Regions from separate parts of the Mus musculus genome. Here all the other regions are linked to region 1. Evidence: chromatin contacts called from public HiChIP or PLAC-seq data. All regions are on one chromosome and are shown on one strand. Each heading gives the region's core, a stretch centred on a gene start, on an enhancer-like site or on the middle of the called end of the contact. The rest is flanking DNA. Distances are from core to core; before and after follow the strand shown.

What was found. HiChIP or PLAC-seq counts read pairs in DNA pulled down with a chosen protein or histone mark.
Region 2: an H3K4me3 HiChIP or PLAC-seq map of forebrain shows a contact between it and region 1, with 2.9 times the contacts expected there. The contact joins the enhancer-like site here to the promoter of Lhx2 in region 1. A contact is called at or near these places in 1 of 39 promoter capture datasets (hippocampal neurons) and 7 of 115 datasets of contacts at active chromatin or transcription factors (astrocytes, embryonic basal ganglia, embryonic forebrain and 4 more).
Region 3: a contact with region 1 is called in an H3K4me3 HiChIP or PLAC-seq map of embryonic limb bud, with 3 times the contacts expected there. The contact joins the enhancer-like site here to the promoter of Lhx2 in region 1. A contact is called at or near these places in 10 of 39 promoter capture datasets (the 3T3-L1 cell line, the C10 cell line, cranial neural crest and 6 more), 1 of 484 Hi-C or Micro-C datasets (bone marrow-derived macrophages), 10 of 115 datasets of contacts at active chromatin or transcription factors (bone marrow-derived macrophages, embryonic forebrain, embryonic limb bud and 7 more) and 4 of 9 other capture datasets (adipose tissue, embryonic stem cells, liver and 1 more).

Annotation. Positions count from the first base shown.
Region 1 is chr2:38,349,781-38,352,661 of GRCm38.p6, reverse strand. Lhx2 (LIM homeobox protein 2) reads right to left here and starts at 1,354. Exons shown (of 5, transcript NM_010710.4): 1 at 769-1,354. The coding sequence starts at 888. It overlaps Gm27197 (a long non-coding RNA gene), which reads left to right and starts at 1,922. Exons shown (of 2, transcript XR_374289.3): 1 at 1,922-2,881.
Region 2 is chr2:38,614,933-38,617,836 of GRCm38.p6, reverse strand. The region is part of intron 5 of Psmb7 (proteasome (prosome, macropain) subunit, beta type 7); the gene reads left to right. Among named protein-coding and RNA genes, the nearest start is that of Psmb7, 28 kb to the left of the region's middle. Within about 2 kb of position 1,541, at least 42 of the 459 cell types and tissues checked have an H3K27ac peak or open chromatin away from gene starts, as enhancers often do. A contact at or near this core is called in astrocytes and forebrain, where this site is marked.
Region 3 is chr2:38,066,716-38,070,027 of GRCm38.p6, reverse strand. The region is part of intron 5 of Dennd1a (DENN/MADD domain containing 1A); the gene reads left to right. Among named protein-coding and RNA genes, the nearest start is that of Dennd1a, 220 kb to the left of the region's middle. Within about 2 kb of position 1,502, at least 23 of the 459 cell types and tissues checked have an H3K27ac peak or open chromatin away from gene starts, as enhancers often do. A contact at or near this core is called in embryonic limb bud, memory CD8 T cells and second pharyngeal arch cranial neural crest, where this site is marked.

The sequences.
Region 1 (2,881 bases), core at 105-2,604:
ATCCGGAAAGAAAGGCTTAGGGGAAACCCGGAGGTCACGGAGCTGTGGCTCTAGAAGGGAGAAACTCGGGCCAGGCTTCCCACCTCCTCGGTCTCTAAAGGTCACTGCAGCCGCTGCTTAGGCAGCGTCTGCTAGTCTGGCCCCGGGGGAGGCTATTTGGGGCCGGGACAGCAGAGCCAGGTACAGAGAACCTAATGGAGTCTCCTTCCGCAGAAGCCAGGCCGGTGACTGAACTCCGAACCATTGCCTGGCCAAATCTAGCCAGTTAGGAACACGGGTCACGATCAACGGAAAGTGCTGGCCCAGATGTCGCAGGGCCCTGAAACTGAGCTAAGGAGAGAATCCCAGACTGCCAGAAGACTGAAAGCGATTCAAACCAGCTAGGGCTTCCACCGGTTCTCCCTTTTCCCGAGGCGTCGGCGCCAGCACCAGGAGCAAAGTAGTGGAGAGTCAGGTCTGTGGACCGGAGCGCCTCCGGGAGCGGAGAGAAGAGAGTGGCCTCCACTTCCACTCCCCTTCCACTTCTAGAACAACGTTCTCCTCCACCCTCGCAGTCCAGATCTGGGTTTCAACCTTGACTCCCTCCTCCTCTCTAGCAGCTGAGTTTCCCCTGAGTCTGGTGCCCCGGGCCTTGCACCCTGTCCGAGGATTCCCCAGCCTTGGTCCCGTGCGTCTCGGAGGACTCTACCTAAAGTTCGGGGAACAGAGGCGCTGGCTGGCCCCGCCAGGTCCCAGCTCTCAGCCCCAACTCCACAGCCGCGCGCCTACCGTCTCCGTGTCGCCGCGGTCGATGGCGGAGCTGATGGCCGGAGCCTCGCTCTTGGCCCTGCGGTCCATCTCGTCGATGACCCCGTGCACCTCGGGGCCCGACAGACTGTGGAACAGCATCGCGGCGGGACCGGGGATGCGGCTGCCCCGAGGAAGGGCTTGCCCCCCGCCTCAGCTGCCTGGCGCTCCCGGCGTTAACCGGCCCAGTGCATCGCCACCGCGGCCCCGGCCCCGCCCGAGCTCGGCTGCGCCCCCAGGCTGGGCTCCGGGCCGCGGGCGCCTGCGGGCCAGGACGCCTCCCGCCGAGGCGTGGGGGCAGCTACATCGCGGGGCGCCTGGACGGCGGCGCCGAAGCCAGGGTCACAAGGGCAGGGGGTGAGGTGGGGGCGGGAGACCAGGGCAGAGGTCGGCGCCCGCTGTGGGCGCTTTCACGCCGCAGGCATCGCTAGCTGGGTTCTGGCGCCCAGGGCGCAAATCAGGGGCGCAAACTCTGCCCCAGGCGGCGGTGGCTGCAGTCGGGGTTCACCCAGGAACAGCTAGGTGCCCGCGGCGGCCCAGATGCCTGCACGTCTCTTCCCCCCGGGGTGTGTTCCCAACCAAAGGCGAACTGGAGTAGGGGGTCTCCGCGAAGCCTGCGAGCTGAGCCGAGCCACTGGGAGAATTGAAGAGGAGGAGGAGGAAGAGGAGGAGGAGGCGGCGGCGGAGGAGGTGGAGGAGGAGGAAAAAGGAGGAGGAGCAGAGTGGGAGGAGGAGCCGACGGCCGCGGGCCCAGCCGCGCGCAACGCTACCCAAGCGCGCGCCGAGCTCAGCCTCGGCTCTGCAGTCCGCGCCAGCGCAAGCCTCCGCGCCTTTTCTACAGCCGCGCCTGACATCACGTCCTGCCGCCGTGCCATTGGCCGCCCGCCGCCCCAGGCCTTGGCAGCGCGTGCTCCGGGAAGGCGGGAGACCCAAAGGGAGGGGAAAGGCTAGAGGAGGAGAGGAGCGGAGAGAGGAGGTGGTGGGAGCTGGTGGGCGAGGCTGGAGGAGGAGGCGCAAGGGAGGGAGAAGGGAGAGCGCGGGGTTTGGAGTTTTCTAGGCTGCGAACAGTTTCCTGTGTTTCTTCAGGAAGAAAAATTAAACCTTTCCTGGAGTCTCTGTCCTAAAAAAGCGCTGCCAAAGGATGCTTGAGGAAGTCTCCATTCTCCCCCTTGGCCTCTGGAACCTGGGGTTGAGGAGGGGCAGAGAAGACAGACCAGGAGTACTGTTTCAAGAGCCTTCGGCTGCTTCCCGCCCATCTGGGCTTCGGTCTGGGGCGCTACTCTCTGCGCTGCGTTTAGCAGCGCAGCCCTCCCGGGGACCAGGCGCAAGTGCCACCAGAGCAATGACTCCCAAGGGTAGCGGGCCGGCCAGCATATCCTCTCTTCAAGTGAGCTAGGGACTATACTGCCAGGCGTGTAGCTCCTGGATTTCTCCAAAGCTCTGCAGTCTGGAGGCATGTCTTTAGGAACTCAGAAAAAGAAACAAGGAGTCCATAGCTCTCTCCCATGTACGTGCAGTGTGATCCGGAGACAGTGACTCAACCTCCTTTACAATGTTTGACTTTCTCAAAGGGAAACAAGAAGGCCCCCTCCTTTTAGGTGTTTGGGTGTGATGAAAGAAATGAGTGGAAAATATATAGAGCATAGTAGGCACTCAGCGAATTTCTTAATCGCTCCCTCTTTTTCTTTTCCTATTTGGATCTTCTCACTCCGGGATATACTTGGCAGTTCTTAAAGACCAGAGGCCTATTCTCTTCCTTCCTATGGGGTACTCCATCCCACTAGCTCTCCCACTCTGGACCCACCCTGCCACCTGGTTGCACAAGAACTAACAATAACATGGCCTGCCCAGCAAATCCCAACTGCCAGCCCTGAGTCTCGTGGCTGAACCCGGGGCAATGGCTAGGTGTCTGGTGGAACAGGAAGGGATTCGGGAAGAAGAAAAAAAGAAAAGAAAATGTGATTTGGGGTGAAAAAGAAAAAGGGCAAGACAGTTACTGAAACTCCTTTCTAGGTCCGTTTTACAAGTTGCTTTCTTTCCATGTGATAGTGGGGAGAAATGAAGTCTGAAATGTCTGCTTGCCTGGCACAATTAA
Region 2 (2,904 bases), core at 292-2,791, 260 kb before region 1:
ATTGTTCCTTGCTTTTCTGTTTTAAAGAGCTTTGTTCTGTAAGCAGCAGTGGTTACTCAGTCACTGTGGGTGATCAAAAAAGGCAGACTTGTGGAGGTTGCTAAGGAGCAACTACATGGAAACTCCTGATGAGATGGGGAGCTTCACTAGCAAAATGCAGGAACCCACCCCTGTGGCAGTGGGAGGCTTGGCCATATGACGACAGGAACTGAATGTAGTTTTGTTGCCTTAAGACATCTTTTTGAAAATTCAACTTAGGTTATATCTGATTGCCTTTATTCATCCTGATGTGGTGAATTAGGCACTAGGCAGTAAATGTTCTTTTACACCTCATAAGATGTCGGTTGCTATCGTTACTCCTTGGGACCTGTTCAGTTTCCCTGGCTCCTGGCCAATTGCATTTTCTCTTCATCACAGTATACTCCAACATGGAGATGTTTGGTGCTTATATGCTAGCTTTGGTGTGTGTCTGTAGCTGTGGAAGGTGGACAGGTCTTGGAGGAGAGTGGTAAGCTCTCATGGGGTGGGTGGTAATCAATGAAGACTCTTGGGAAGAAGTGGCCTCTCAACTGGGGTTTGAAGGTGATTAGGAGTGCTGTGAATCATCAAGGGGCCCAGGGACTGCCACATACCAAGGCGAGAAGGCTGAAAATAGCATGGGTGTTTGGGAAGTGATAGTAGAATGAGAAGTATGCATTGAGGAAGTGAAGGGAGAGCCTGAGGGTAGTAGTAAGACATGGACCAGTCTTGTGTGTCCTTTCTGAACTGTCGTGTACATATAGACATATATGTGAGAAGGCCACATAAGGTAGCATCTGAGATGGAATTTTGCCCTGTGCATGTTGGACCTATAATCCTGGGTGAGATGGTTACCACTACAGTGGGTTGCTATAAGAACTAGTGACATAGGCATTACATGTGGCATTGGTGCTCAGCATTTGGGTCCTGTTTGCTTCCCCTGGTGTGCTCTCCTTACTGCTAGGGTGGGAGCTCATGGAGCACTGTCCACGTATGTGTTGTATTCACAGAGCGCCACGTATGGAAAGCAGGTGTCATTAGCATCTGCCTCCTTAACTGCACATGCTGTGTATAAAGCAGTCTCCTCTCCATTTCCATATCAGGAACCAGATAGTTTGGAACTCAGAGGTATCCATGTTTTTAGAATAGGAAATAGTGCAAATGGTTCTTCAAAAGAATTAGCCCTAGCTTTATGTATGGTGGTGCCTGGTGGGGTGACTAGGAGCTGAAGCAGTGGATGCTCTGGGCTTCTAGTAATGGCATATGGGGAAAGTGGGATGTGGTGTTCGAATATTTTGTAGGTCACATGATGGCTGTATCTGTATGGCATTTGTCTAATGATTTGTTGTATCTAGATTGGGGCTAGGGTCAAGATCTGGGAGTTGGAATAACATTAGGGATATCATGTTCATGCCTTTTTTAAAAATTAACAGTTCCTCTTTTCTTGTGCCTCTCATTGCATTGCCTTGAAGTTCTGTGCTGATTTTACTCTGCCCTCTTGTGGCTTTGACAGTTGCACTCCTGTGTGAATCATTACCCAAACTTTCTGTGTAGCAGATGTGTGCAGCCAAAAACCTGTTGACAGGGACTGTGCCGTTTCCTAGCACTTCTGTGGTCTCATGCAGGGGGGCGCCAGAGCCCTCCTTTCCTGAGAGCTGGGGTAGGAGCTAATTGCAGATGATGTAGAAATTCTCTCGAGATTGAATCGCCTTCTCTTTACATTTCTTTTGGAACCTATTTGTCTTTGGCTTCAGAGGGAGCAGAATCAAGCATAGTTTAGGAGGTTCTTTCCAGAGAACGTCTCCTACTGTGTGTGCCAAAGATGGAGGCGAAGACAGGAAAGCAGAAATACCTTGTTCATGTCTTTCCTGTATTCACCCACCACCTCTACACTGTGGAGAGCCCTCCTGACCCCAACAAACATAAAACAGACCCTTATTGAACCAGTAGTTCGGGGTTCTGATGTATCTTTTCCACTTACAGAAGTTATGTCTGTGGTGTTACTGCCACACAGGAGGCAGCTTCTGATGAAGGAAGAATTGTTTGGCTGGGGGGGAACTTTTTTTTCCATTAAAATATTGAATGAAGCTGCACAGAAGCAGATCCATGCCCGGGAGAGAGAATAGAGTAAAGATACTTACTGTGACTGTGCCAGGGGAGATGGGCCAGAAGACAAAAAATGGCTGGCGGTTTTGTGTGACACCCCCACCCCCACCCCCAACCCCCAGGAAAAATGCCTTTAAGCCAAGCTTGGTTTATTTCTTTAACAGTAATTCATTTCCATTCTCTACAAAGTTGTTAGCTCTTGGGTAAATACCATGTCTTTTTGTATCCTTTTTAAATGTGGATTTCGAGCCTGTTAACCCATTTACCCTTGGGCTCTTCCTCAAGATAGATAATCTTGGACACATTGGAAGGCAAGCCTGCCTTTGGCCACTCTGCAGGAACGTTTTCTATCTGGAAGAATTTTTTTCAGAGATTTCCTCATTTGCAATTTTCTTGTTTCCTCCTGACAGCTGTCCTTTGTTTTCCACACAAAACCAGCTTGGTTTTTCCTAGCGAGACCTAGAGAATTTAGGTTTCTACTTATGCCTTGAAACAGAAACTGAGGTTTTTGGGTTTTTTTCCTTTGACTCCTGAATCTCCTGGTGAGCTGGGAACTAATGAAAGCATTGGTGAAATGTGGCCCTCTTTCCAGATTTTTCAAGGACATGTTTATTTTGAAATCAGAGGCTTGATTTGGCGAGTCTGCCCCTGCAATATGCTGGGGTGTTTTGGAATACACCACTTCTATGTATGTTTAATGTCTGCCTCCTTTTCAAAGGGCTTTTAATGTTCCTTTAGACCATCTTAGGGTTTTGTTTTTAACCCCAAAGAGGGGGAATG
Region 3 (3,312 bases), core at 253-2,752, 280 kb after region 1:
TTTAGATGTCTGTGTGTTTTATGATGATAAGAAATAGCTATTTATATAATATACTACCAAAAATTAAGTCATAAGATTTATGCAGATAAAATAAGGAAAATAAAGTTCCCAAAAGAAATAAAAAGGTTAAAATATACTCATTTTCTGGTCTTCATGTAAATTTTTGTAGTTACTCATGTTACTCATTAGAAGGCAACTGTCTTGCTCTTTCCTACTGTATGACTTTAAGAAATTATATTAGAGGATCTGGTTTCTGCCAAGAATTTTACTGACTGGGTATCCTTTTCCAAAGTTGGATTTTTAATGTTTCTTTTTCAAAGTTTGTAATTATAGTCATATCTTGAGAGGGTTTTATAATGTGAATTTTTGGCTTTTGTAATATTGCAAAGGTCTTCCCCTGGCTTCTAATAAACAACAATCCCTAAACATAAAAAAATCAGGATGGCTGAGTGGTGGAGCTTCTGTCATGGTTGCAGCAGAAAGTGACTAATGGCAATCTGGTATTGCACTTCTGATCACTATGTCCTGGATTCCCAATTCCTCTGGTGTTCAGGTCTGAGTTCATCTGTTCTGCTGAAGTGTGCAGTAGAGGAAAGTTCAGCTTCACCAAGTGGCTATTTTTAATTATGGTACAGGATGTATGGCTTTCTCCCTGTGGCTGCTTAGATTTCCCCAAGTATTGCACTTTTTGCCTCTTTTTGGACATTCCTAACTTTACCATAGCTCCACATGCAGAAACTTAGCCTTAGTGGTCATTTAGCACCTCTGCCCAGGAACCTGAATTATGTTAGGAAATGAATGAAAGATTGCTGCTAGACAATTTGTTCCATTTTTGCCAACAGCTTAAAAACACTAATGGAGTTAGTGTACTGTGTGTAAACTGTCCAGAGGACAATTGACTATAGTACTTCTTTGGAGAATGACTACCTGTTGGAATAGCAACTCATGGAGACTAAGTTGTTACCCTGATCTTTGAAGCCATGTGCTTTCAGCAAGTTACCTAGCTTTTCTATGCTCTACTTTCCTAAACCATTTTCTGGCATCTACTTGAAATCACTGAGTCAAATTCTAGATGATTTCCTGGCATTGGTAAATCCCTAAATTAACAGAAGTCCTTATGATATTTTAATCGCTTTGCTGTATCTTGAGCAGCACAGCAGCAAAGGTTCTTGGAGCTAGGATCTTGTCATGCTTGGACAGATTATGTTTTCTTATTCAAGATTACTGTGGAGAATTCTGCTTTCCTCTGCCCAGCACAGAATTGCTGCTACGAAATTGGGTAGAGGCAGAGGTTTTCTTCTGAGTAGCACAGTCTAACGGATGGGACGGATTGCTGTGGCCTAGGGAAACAAGAGAGAGTTTACCCGGCTTGCACAGGTTCTTCCTTTACTTTCCTTAAAACCTTCAGCTTTACTTACAGAAACACTATGAGAACTGTCTTAGTGAGAGAGCCATGCAGTCACCAGAAGTAACTGAGAGCAGACCAGCTTCCTGTCTGACTTTGTTGTCAACTCTCCTTGCTCAGGTCTGCCTTGTACCCAAAGGAGCCTTTGAACATGAGCTGTCTGGAGCAATCTCTGGCCTTATCACTTATTTTAATGTTTCTTGCACAGGGTCACTCTTGGATGTGGTGCTCTGGGCAGTCTCACCCCAGAGTGCTTCCCTTCCTTTATTTAACCTCTGACCTGTGAAAACAAGAGTTAATCAAGAGTTCTAAGGTAGCTAAGAGGAAGGGGAAGTGTTTGGTTACAAATTAAATATGAACAAGTCATAAGTCATAAATCCCCAGTAGTGCTACCCGTTGTGCGTCTCAAGTTGCATATGGCCCAGAGTGTTTGAGTTATAAATTCAAGTTCAGAGCCCTCTGATTGCTTGGGGGTAGGTGCTAGATTCATTTTCTCTTGGCTCCAAGCTTTTTGCCTTCCAAAACATTAGTTTTAATGGGCTAGCTACCTTCATACTTTGCCTTTTCACCTCATGCTTGCCTCTCTTTTCTCCCTTTACCTGCCTGCCTGCTTATGCTGATTGGTGTGCTGTTCTGTGAATTGAGACAGAAATGTTTCTCTGAAAGAAGTTAAGCATATGGAAAAAGTCGCCAAGGAAAGGCACTGAAGCATTGAACATAAATGGCTTTAAGAGACAGCTAGACACTTTTATAGAGAGATTTGCGATGGAATGAGAGAGCATTCAAGCAGAGATGTGGGTGCCGATGAAATAAATGAGTGCTGTTCATGGAAACTGGGTACCTTGTTTAATCTAATGCTTCCTTAAATGTCACCACAGCATGCACACAGAGCTTCATGCATTAGATTTAAGAAGACTACACAGCTTAAGAACCTGTGACATAAGCTATGGTCTTTCTACTAAGTTCTTGAAAATGTACATCTAGGTCACAACTTCAGGCACTGGAAACTTGAAATTCCCCCAAGATGTGCTCCCCCCACCCCCCGCATCTCCAATATAATGTGCACTCTAATTCCTAAAGCAAGGAAGAGTAGGGACATGACAGGTATCCCTGGGGCTGGCAAAGTAAGAAAACACACTGAATTGTTGGGAGGTAGCCAAAGTTGGGTTGCTCAAGGTACTTTATAGCTTCAGAGTTTTAGAGGCAAGCTTTGATTGTACCAGGGTGTTGCAGTGAGAATTGCAAGATAAGAATTCCATGTCTCATTTCAGTTTCACTACTCTTATGGAGCAAATAGGACTGAGAATACAAACTGGGCTAGTTTTGTGCTTTAATAGCCATACCATCATAAAAAAAGGTCATTCTGCTTCTGAGACTCAGTTTTATCTTCTGTAAAACAGGACAGTCCTCATACAGCTGCTACAACAAGTACTATATCAAGGCACCTAACACTTGATAAGTGTCTCCCTTCCCTATTAACTTTCACTTCTTCTAAAATGATGTCAAGTAGCATCTCCATGGGATAATTAGTTTTGTTACTACTAAAAGTAGGACAGAACTTCTTATGGAACTGTTTCTTGCCTTTGTCTTTTTTTCTGTTTTTTGTTCTAGTTGTAGAGAGAGAATATGTCTCTCTTAGGCTATGAAAACTTCAGTAAGGTGGGCCTGGCTTAGAACCTCACTGGACCATTATATTATATTATAGTTGTAATTTCAGCCATAAAGTCAGATGATCTGAATGGGGAAACTTGCAGGTGTGTGAGTACAGGAGTGGGCCGCCCCATAAACTCCTGGGAACATGATGAAAGGCCTGTGTGCTCACCCTCTCTGGACTCAGTGGAAATACCAAAACTTACAGCTTGCTGTCAGTGCAGGTGATGTTATTCCTAAGGTCTCCCAATAGCAGC